Regions from separate parts of the Pan paniscus genome. Here region 1 is linked to region 2. Evidence: chromatin contacts called from public Hi-C data. All regions are on one chromosome and are shown on one strand. Each heading gives the region's core, a stretch centred on a gene start, on an enhancer-like site or on the middle of the called end of the contact. The rest is flanking DNA. Distances are from core to core; before and after follow the strand shown.

Region 1 (4,178 bases), core at 645-3,144, 220 kb after region 2:
TTCAACCCTTCTCTATCTATAAAACCAACCTCCTCTGCCCAGCTCATTGGAACGCTCATTCTATTTTGTGGAATGAGTTGTTGTCCCATTCCAGAACTGCAAATAAAGCCAATCATGATTTTTAAACAAAATCTGACAATTTTTTTCTTTTTGACATCATGAAAGCTGAATTAGCAAATGCTGAGTCATTGTTTCTAGGGAAATACAAGATTAGGGTCCTACAAACCTCTGATCACGTTCATCAACCGATCAATATATTATCTTGTTTTATGTGTGTTTCTGTTTAAAGACATCTTAGTTAATATACTGTTGATTCATTAACACTGAACTCATGGCCAAGAGCACTTTAACTCATGTGTGAACAAAGCTCATCTAACACGTGTTTTCTCTGTAAGGCACCTCACATCCTTCTTGCATTCAGGAACACTGGGTATCCCTCTAACACTATGCTTTGGGGTCATTTTCAACAGCAAAATCACTAATAAAAAGGACAAAAATTCAAAACAAAAAACTGGCACTAAAAGCCTGTGAAAAGGAGCCGTGTTTACAGCCCAAGAGCAGAAACTGGAAGGCTTCAGCTTTGGCTGGGAGCACATGTTGGGCAATACAAAATTTTCCCAACCTGCATATCCCTGGGGATGACCACAAAAGCACGTGAAAACTGAATTGTGGGTTACAAAAAATTGAATATCTGAATTCACAAATACAGAATCTGTGAATAATGAGGACTGACTGTATTTTTAAAACCATGCCCAAACCAGCTGCCCAAACTGAGTGTCAGAATAAATCCATAGCCCTAATGAGTACAACTTCACCTTACAGCAAACTTCTCCTGTGTCTGTGGAATCCTCACATTCCTTATGAACCTACTCAAAAGTTAACCTCTGTAACAGAAAGCTGCTCTAGTAACTACTGAAGTGGGACCCCCGCAAGAGGCTCCAAAGGAGACCCCTGACTGCACTGATAAGAGATTAATTAGAACGGCAACCCAACTGTAGGAAGCCATGGGAAAGAAAAGGAAAGACAACTAAAAATCATTCTGGCAGCAGGTTTTGTCTCTTGTTTAAAAGGTACAGACAGGTGAAGACCTGCAAGTCACTTAGGGCAACAAACATGGCCCTACCTGAGGGACATGCTGTCATTTTGCAAGCCGATCATACAAACACCAAGAGCTTCACACTCACACAGTCTCCATGATGCAGCAATACATCTTTTTTACAAACTTGACTCTGTGATATTTTATTGTCTGGATTTCTGAATAGACTGATGTGGGGGGGACAGTGGACATTTACCGAGCAGCTAATGCCAGGCACTATGTCGAGAACTTTACCTTCATTACCTCACTGAATTCTCCCCAGCCTGGTAAAATGAATTTTCTCTTCTCCACTTTAACCTCTGGAGCTAAGGACTCAGGTTACATCAAACACCACCGATTTTATTTCCTTCAAGCGGCTAAAATAACTCGAGAGATTGTTTGGGTATTTCAACTAGTTGAGTATTCAATTAATCACTTTAACTAATTACTAATGATTACTTTATAAGTATTTCTTATAAACTGGATTCATGAGTTTTCCTCTAGGTAGAGATCTTTCCCTGCAAGAAACGAGAGAAAAAACGTTTTCTCTTCACAGAAACTTCTCTCATCTCTAGTCATAATTCTTTAACTGTTTCATGGAAGACTGGACACAGATCAAGCAGCACTCAGCAGACATCTTCGCCCTGACTCCTATAAAAGTGTCACTTCACCCTGAGTGCAAAGGTGGCCCTGAGCGAGTGCCTAACCAAGGCCCCTGTGCCAGGCTTCTCCAGCTCTGGACTCTAAAGGCTTCCCCACAACTGCAGGAGAGGTACGCTGTCGAATCCGAATGCTAAGTCTGTCCACATTACTTAGCATGAATAAGCATGTCAATGTTTTACTTGGCGTTGGAAAGGTAGATTGGTTGCCAGCACGACAGCACCACCTTCTGGTTGGTGAAAAGGAATTAAGATACAAAGTCACATCTGGAGCATTTCAAGTTTTGTAAGCCAGATGGATGGCAAAGTTGAAAATCTAGTTTCCATAAAATCCAAACAATGTCAGTAGTAATTAAACACCCTCACAGATCAGTAATGGAATAGTAACTGTAGGTCACTACTGGCTACTGCTCCACTTCTGGGCACACTGCAGCCACTTCCAGCCTCTCAGCCCTGACACTGAAGCCCACTGCGCCCTATGAAAGAAATTCCTTATCGTGTCATCAGAGTCACATCCATCCCCCTGGCTGTGCAAAAAGGTTCTCTGCTGTTCACAAAGTCCAAATTTGATGGCCAGCAATAAAGTATCAGACACTGGCCCAACAACCACTCCCACTGGTACTCGTTGGCAGGTAGGGAGTATCGTCCTCTGATGGTTCTAACGAGGACTATCATCCTCTTATGGAGCCCATGAGGACTCGGCATCCCCTTCCTGTTCCCCTCAAGCATGGGACTCCTTGGTAGACTGTGCTGGAGATGGATCTTGGGTGTGAGGTCCAAATGGGGCTTCCTCCTATAGGCGATACCATCCCTACAGAAATCCAGAAATCCAGACCACGAGACCCCATCATGACAGCTGCAAGAGGCCTCTAAACTCTAAACGATTCCTTAATCTCAGCTTCCAAAAGAGACCCCAGCAGCTGGTTTCCAGGCCTGCCTTCTTCAATGCAGTGGCCCCATCCACTTGTCAAATGGCCCTTGGGTGTCAGACTCTTCCTGATTCTGCTCATCAGGTAAGCTATTCATCCTGCTCCCTCAAGGAGAGCCAAGCAAGGTGGACAGAGAGAGGACTGTGCTTTAATCACGACATCCTTCTCTTGGTGAGCAGCACAGAAGTCTCCTCCAGACCTGTGGAGACCACAGGGTGAAGGAATGAGCATTTCTTCCTGAAGCTGTCCACAGGAATCCCAAGCCCCAGGCTACTCTAGAGAGAGGCAGCACCTGAGGAGGGAGAGCTCTGCCAGTTACCTCTGCTTCCCCCCACCCCACCAACACCCGCCACAGTGCTTTGCACACCTGGAAAAGAGTAATTCTTCTTTAAATGAGGACTTTAATCTGTGTTTCTCCTGAACTGCCTGAGTTCAAACTCTGTTTACCATAACCCTCAACAAGAAATCCATGTGCATTATAACCCAGTACACACACATACATCTGTACGTACAGAACCCTGAAAAAAAGGTTACATTAAAAAAAAAAAAAAACTATATTATATAAGACACACTGACATTTTCTAACTTCTTCCATTTTATTAAAAATGCTGGTCACCATTCATTCAAATGACTTCACAACCCAGTGAGGGAGTGCAACCCTCACTGGGTGAACACTGTCGTAAACTTCCGCCTTCGTTCATCACTCTGTTGGGTGCCATGCTCCTCTCTCTTCTCGGCTATCCCAGAATTGGCCCCTTCCCAAGGACTGTACCAGGGCATCTCCTCAAAGCCCTCTCCAGCTCTGTGCCAGCACCATTCCAAATGCCAAGGATGTAGAATAATGACTAAGATGTAGCCCCCATGCCGAGAAGCCAAGTCTACTGGGTGGGACAGACTGACATTGCCTCTTCCTCTGAAGACAAAAACACTTGTTATCTGTATTCATTCATTCATGCATGCATTCATTCATTCATTCATCCATCCATCCATCCATCCATCCATCCCCCACCTTGACTCACTCTCACATCATTGTGGAAACAACAGTTTACATTTGTCAAAAGGCAGGCCAGGCGTGGTGTCTCATGCCTGTAATCCCAGCACTTTGGGAGGCTGAGGCAGGCAGATCACTTGGAGTTTGTGAACAGCCTGTCCAACAGAGTGAAACCCCATCTATATCAAAAAACACAAAAATTAGCCAGGCGTTGTGGTTAGTGCCTGTAGTCCTAGCTACTCAGTAGGCTGAGGCAGGAGAATTGCTAGAACCCAGAAGGCAGAGGTTGCAGGGAGGCAGAGGTTGCAGTGAGGTGAGATCACACCACCGCACTCCAGCCTGAGTGACAGCACAAGACTCCATCTCAAAAAAAAAAAAAAAGATGAATCCATCTAATAGGGTTTCCTTTTTCACAATCTGTTTGTCAAGGGATAATTTTCATGAACTCTAAATTAGGAACTAAAGTGCACTGTCACTGATTCTTGGAAGCCAATGGCCCATTTATTACCCTATGTAGCATTTAT
Region 2 (4,528 bases), core at 968-3,467:
CCTGAACTTCCTAGGCTCAAGCCTCATCCTCCTGAGTAGCTGGGACTACAGGCACACACCACCACACCTGGCTATTTTTTGCAGAGACTGGGGGGGTCTCACTGTGTTGCCCAGGCTGTTCTCAAACTCCTGGCCTCAAGCAGTCCTCCCACTTTGGCCTCCCAAAGTGCAGGGATTACGGGCGTGAGCCCCCACGCCGGCCAGTTTGCCCCTTTTGCACCACCAGCGATAATCACTCAACTCCCCTACCCAAGCCTTAGCCCTTCTGTCCGTGTTGTGGAAACCAGGTATTTTCATCAGCATTTCCAAGGGGACTAAGTTTCTCCCACTCCAGAGGAGGAGGTGTTGAAGGATTTGTTGTTCACTTAGATCATTAATGAGGGTCTGGAACAGTCATTTGAAGTTTGGGGGAAACGTCACGTCTCCTATGATGCGCCTGGCTTTAGGGAATAATCCTTGTATCCATTTTGGGAGCCTGCTCTGGGATTCCAGATCTGTGGTTTTCTGAGCACGTCTGTATGGAAGCTGCTGCACTGAGACCTATTTAGCCGGTTATTGAGAAGATAAGGTCCCTTTCGTGAGTCTGCACGGAGCCGCCGTACACCATGAAAGCGCTCACTTGTTTAAAGTTTGCTCTAACTTTGTACATTTTTTCCTTTTTAGTTTTGGCTCTTGGTGCTCTGAGAGCTACCACTTCCTGCCAGCTGGTTCGTTACCGCAGGGAAAATGAGGGACTTTTGGGGGCAGATGTGTTTCCATTCCACTATCATAATGCCCCTAAAAATCCTTATTGCTCTTGCAGTATTCCTCGGGGGTCCCTGGGCCAGAAAGACATCAGCTCGGAGTTCCTCCAGCAACTCAAAGAAGAGAGAAAGCTGTTCCCCAAACTCTTCCGCTGTAGCGCCTTCTGGGTCCCTGGTAGATGCCTCCTTGTGCTCAAAACCGGTTATCACTGTGAAAAATTGAAAGACGCCATGCGCAGACACTGGTTGCTAAACGTGCTTTTGCCCTCCAGGGGCAGACGCTGAGATCCGGCCTGGGAAGGAGTACAGCTGTGGCTCCCCATCAGCGTCAGCATTTGCTCTGGGGGGTTGTAGGGGGAGGTAGGGAAAGCGGAAAGAAACAAGTGTTACCTGTTTGACGAGGCCTGGTCCTTGCAGCCAGGGCCTCCGGGATCATCGCCTTGGCAGGGGGCCCTGGGCAGTCCTGGCTTTCCTGCTAGCTCCCTGAGACAGAACACTTTCCCCGCTCGCTGCCTCAGTTTCCCCATACACCAAGGGAGGGGCAGCACCCCCTGCTCTGGCTTCAAAGGGTTCTTGGATGTAGCCAATGTTATATATAAAAAGCTCTAACGTTGTATAAGCTCTGAAGGTGCTTTGAAAATTGGAGAGTCCATGCATTAAACATGGAAGGTAATAATATGAATACACACAGAGGAATTCATGGGTGGGGAGACGGCAGCCCAGCACTGAGCCTGGGTTTCTGGGATCAGCCAGGCCTGCATTCCAGCCCGAGCTCTGCGCCTCTCTTGCTGTGTCACCCGGGACAAGTGAGTCAGTCTCTCTGAGCCACCAGCTCCTCAGGCATGAAACCTGTAACTCAGACTCCCAAGTCTGATTTGCACATCTCTGATTTTAAGTGGCGCCGGCTAAAGGTGAAAATTATTCTAGTAGGTATTCTTTGCACCGCTGATTTGTACTTCAGGCAATTGGTTGGTTTTCCATTTAGGGTCGGGAGACAGGGGCCCTTTTTTTGTCCATCAATTGATGTCAGTTAAACAAAAAAGAGTGGGTTTTTTGGAAGAAAAATATTAAGCAACTACAGGTGCCCTGAGGATGGGACAGAAATCAGAAAGTCGTGTGTAAAGTTTCAGAGGTCCACTTTTAGAGAATTCTTGTTTATCTCAGGGATTTTCCGCACTCCTGTAAGTCGGTGTGGGGAGGGGTGGGGGGAGATGGGGGAGTTGCCAGTTCAGATCTATAGAGGGCTCCAGCATGACAAAACTGGGTGTCACACATCTTCCTTTTGGGGGTCGGGAAACCACCCTTCCCTGCTCACCGACACCACTGGGACCCCTCACCCCCCACTCCTGCATTGATCCATAGCTCAGATTTCTCTCTCATTTTAGGGTCACGATGACTCAGCACCCTCCTTTCTGGCCAGGGCACCTCCCTTGGCCTCTAGGGGCACTTGCCTGACAGGCCTCACTGTGCCGGACCTGGGAGCCAGCTGCCCACCAGCCCCCTGGGACTGTGGTTTTGCAGGGAAACAGTGGGTGATCAGTCCCAGCCGGCAGGGGCCAACTCCGGTTTCACTTTCTGCTGCGTCATGGGGTGGGGGGTGGCAGCGGGCCCCCGCTGGTCAGCTAGAGCAGGCACTGAGAGGCCTGCAGACAGCTGCCGGCCCTGCTGCCAGAACGCACCCCCCACCCACCCCCTGCAGCCTGCCAGGATGGGGGCTGGGCTCTCAGGAGCCCCTTAAATCTTTCCACCTGCACAGTGTCGGGGACCTCAAGTGAGAAAAGCCTGGAGCCGATGAGATGGTTTCCTGAGCTGTTGGAGATTCCCCCAAAACAACCTTTTTTTTTTTTTTTTTTTTTTTTTTTTTAAATTGAGACAGGGTCTCTCTTTGTCACTCAGGCTGGATTGCAGTGGTGCAGTCAAAGCTCACTGCAGCCTCGAACTCCTGAGCTCAAGCGATCGTCCTGCCTCGGCCTCCCAAAGTGGTTGGGCTACAGGTGCATGCCACCGACTCCTGCCCAAAACAAGCTTGTAAATCACGCAGGCTAGAAACTCAAGAGAGCTGTGATTGTTGCTTCTGGGTCAGATTGCTGTGGCTAGACACTGCTTCTGCCCTTCCTTCCCTGGATAGATGGCTGCTGAGGCCCTACTGTGTGCGGAGCTGGGTGCCAGGTGCTGGAGGTACAGCAGGGAGCCAGACAGCCCCTGCCCGCATGGGGCTCACAGTTGAGTCAGGGGAGACAGACAAAAGAATCAAAGAAATAATCCAGCCGGGTGCGGTGGCTCACGCCTGTAATCCCAGCACTTTGGGAGGCCAAGGCAGGTGGATCACGAGGTCAGCGGATCGAGACCATCCTGGCTAACATGGTGAAACCCCGTCTCTACTAAAAATACAAAAAAGTTAGCCGGGTGTGGTGGCGGGCGCCTGTAGTCCCAGCTACTCGGGAGGCTGAGGCAGGAGAATGGCGTGAACCTGGGAGGCGGAGCTTGCAGGGAACGGAGATTGAGCCACTGCACTCCAGCCTGGGCAACAGAGCGAGACTCCGTCCCCAAAAAAAAAAAAAGAAAGGAAAAAAAAGAAATAATCCCACGTTACGATGAAAATTTCACGCTGAATACTTGGTGTTAGGATCTCAGGAAGGGATCATGCATACATGTCTGTCATGAGTCAACTCCCAGAACACATAGCATAGGAGGCAAGGGAAGGCTGCCCCTTCACCCGCTAAAAGTTTGCTAAAAATAACTGACAGGCCAGGCATGGTGGCTCACGCCAGTAATCCTAGCACTTTGGGAGGCCGAGGTGGGAGGATCACTTGAGCTCAGGAGTTCAAAATGTTCCTGGGCAACATAGTGAGACCTTGTCCCTATTTTATATTTATTTTTTAAAAGTTTTTACCAAAGAAATGACTGACAACAAGTGGATTAATAGGAGAAAAAAGCATATGAGCCGGGCGTGGTGGCTCATGCCTGTAATGCCAGCACTTTGGGAGGCCGAGGCATGAGGATCACGAGGTCAGGTGATCGAGACCATCCTGGCTAACACGGTGAAACCCCGTCTCTACTAAAAATACAAAAATTAGCCAGGCGAGGTGGCGCACGCCTGTAGTCCCAGCTACTCGGGAGGCTGAGGCAGGAGAATGGCCTGAACCCGGGGGGCGGAGCTTGCAGTGAGCCGAGATCGCCTCACTGCACTCCAGCCTGGGCGACAAGAGCAAGACACCATCTCAAAAAAAAAAAAAAGAAAAAGGCATATGAATTTATTCACCATGCATAAACGCCAGGGGAGTGGCAGGAGAATGATTATCCAATAACCCAGTGAAGTCCATCGCTGGGCACAGTGGCTCACACCTGTAATCCTGGCAGTCTGGGAGGCCGAGGCAGGTGGATTGCTTGAGGTCACTAGTTTGAGACCAGCCTGGGAAACATGGTGAAACCCTGTCTCTACCAGAAATACAAAAAAAAAAAAAAAATTAGCCAGCCTTGGTGGTGCACACCTGTGCTCCCAGCTACTCGGGAGGCTGAGGTGGGAGGATCGCTTGAGCCCTGGAAGCAGAGGTTGTAGTGAGCCGAGATCACGCTGCTGCACTCCAGCCTGGGTAACTGAGACCTTGTCTCAAAAAAATATAAAAATATAAATAAATACTTCCGTCATAGAAGGGAGATGGGGGAAATGCGGCCGCTCTCAGGGGTAGTAAATGATTTTTGGGAGGAATGAATGAGTCTGATGCTGGGACAACGGTCAGTGAATAATTCCTTTAGGGAGTCGAATGGGATCGGAGGACAGATGA

Evidence for each region. A called contact is a pair of places that touch in the nucleus more often than the background predicts.
Region 1: a contact with region 2 is called in a Hi-C map of induced pluripotent stem cells, with 3 times the contacts expected there. The contact joins two enhancer-like sites. A contact is called at or near these places in 2 of 3 Hi-C or Micro-C datasets (fibroblasts and induced pluripotent stem cells).

What each region holds. Positions count from the first base shown.
Region 1 is chr18:15,063,812-15,067,989 of NHGRI_mPanPan1-v2.0_pri, forward strand. The region is part of intron 21 of PARN (poly(A)-specific ribonuclease); the gene reads right to left. Among named protein-coding and RNA genes, the nearest start is that of PARN, 98 kb to the right of the region's middle. Within about 2 kb of position 1,895, at least 1 of the 2 cell types and tissues checked has open chromatin away from gene starts, as enhancers often do.
Region 2 is chr18:14,845,049-14,849,576 of NHGRI_mPanPan1-v2.0_pri, forward strand. All of the region lies in intron 1 of LOC100992644 (a long non-coding RNA gene), which reads left to right. Among named protein-coding and RNA genes, the nearest start is that of MIR193B, 6.9 kb to the left of the region's middle. Within about 2 kb of position 2,218, at least 1 of the 2 cell types and tissues checked has open chromatin away from gene starts, as enhancers often do.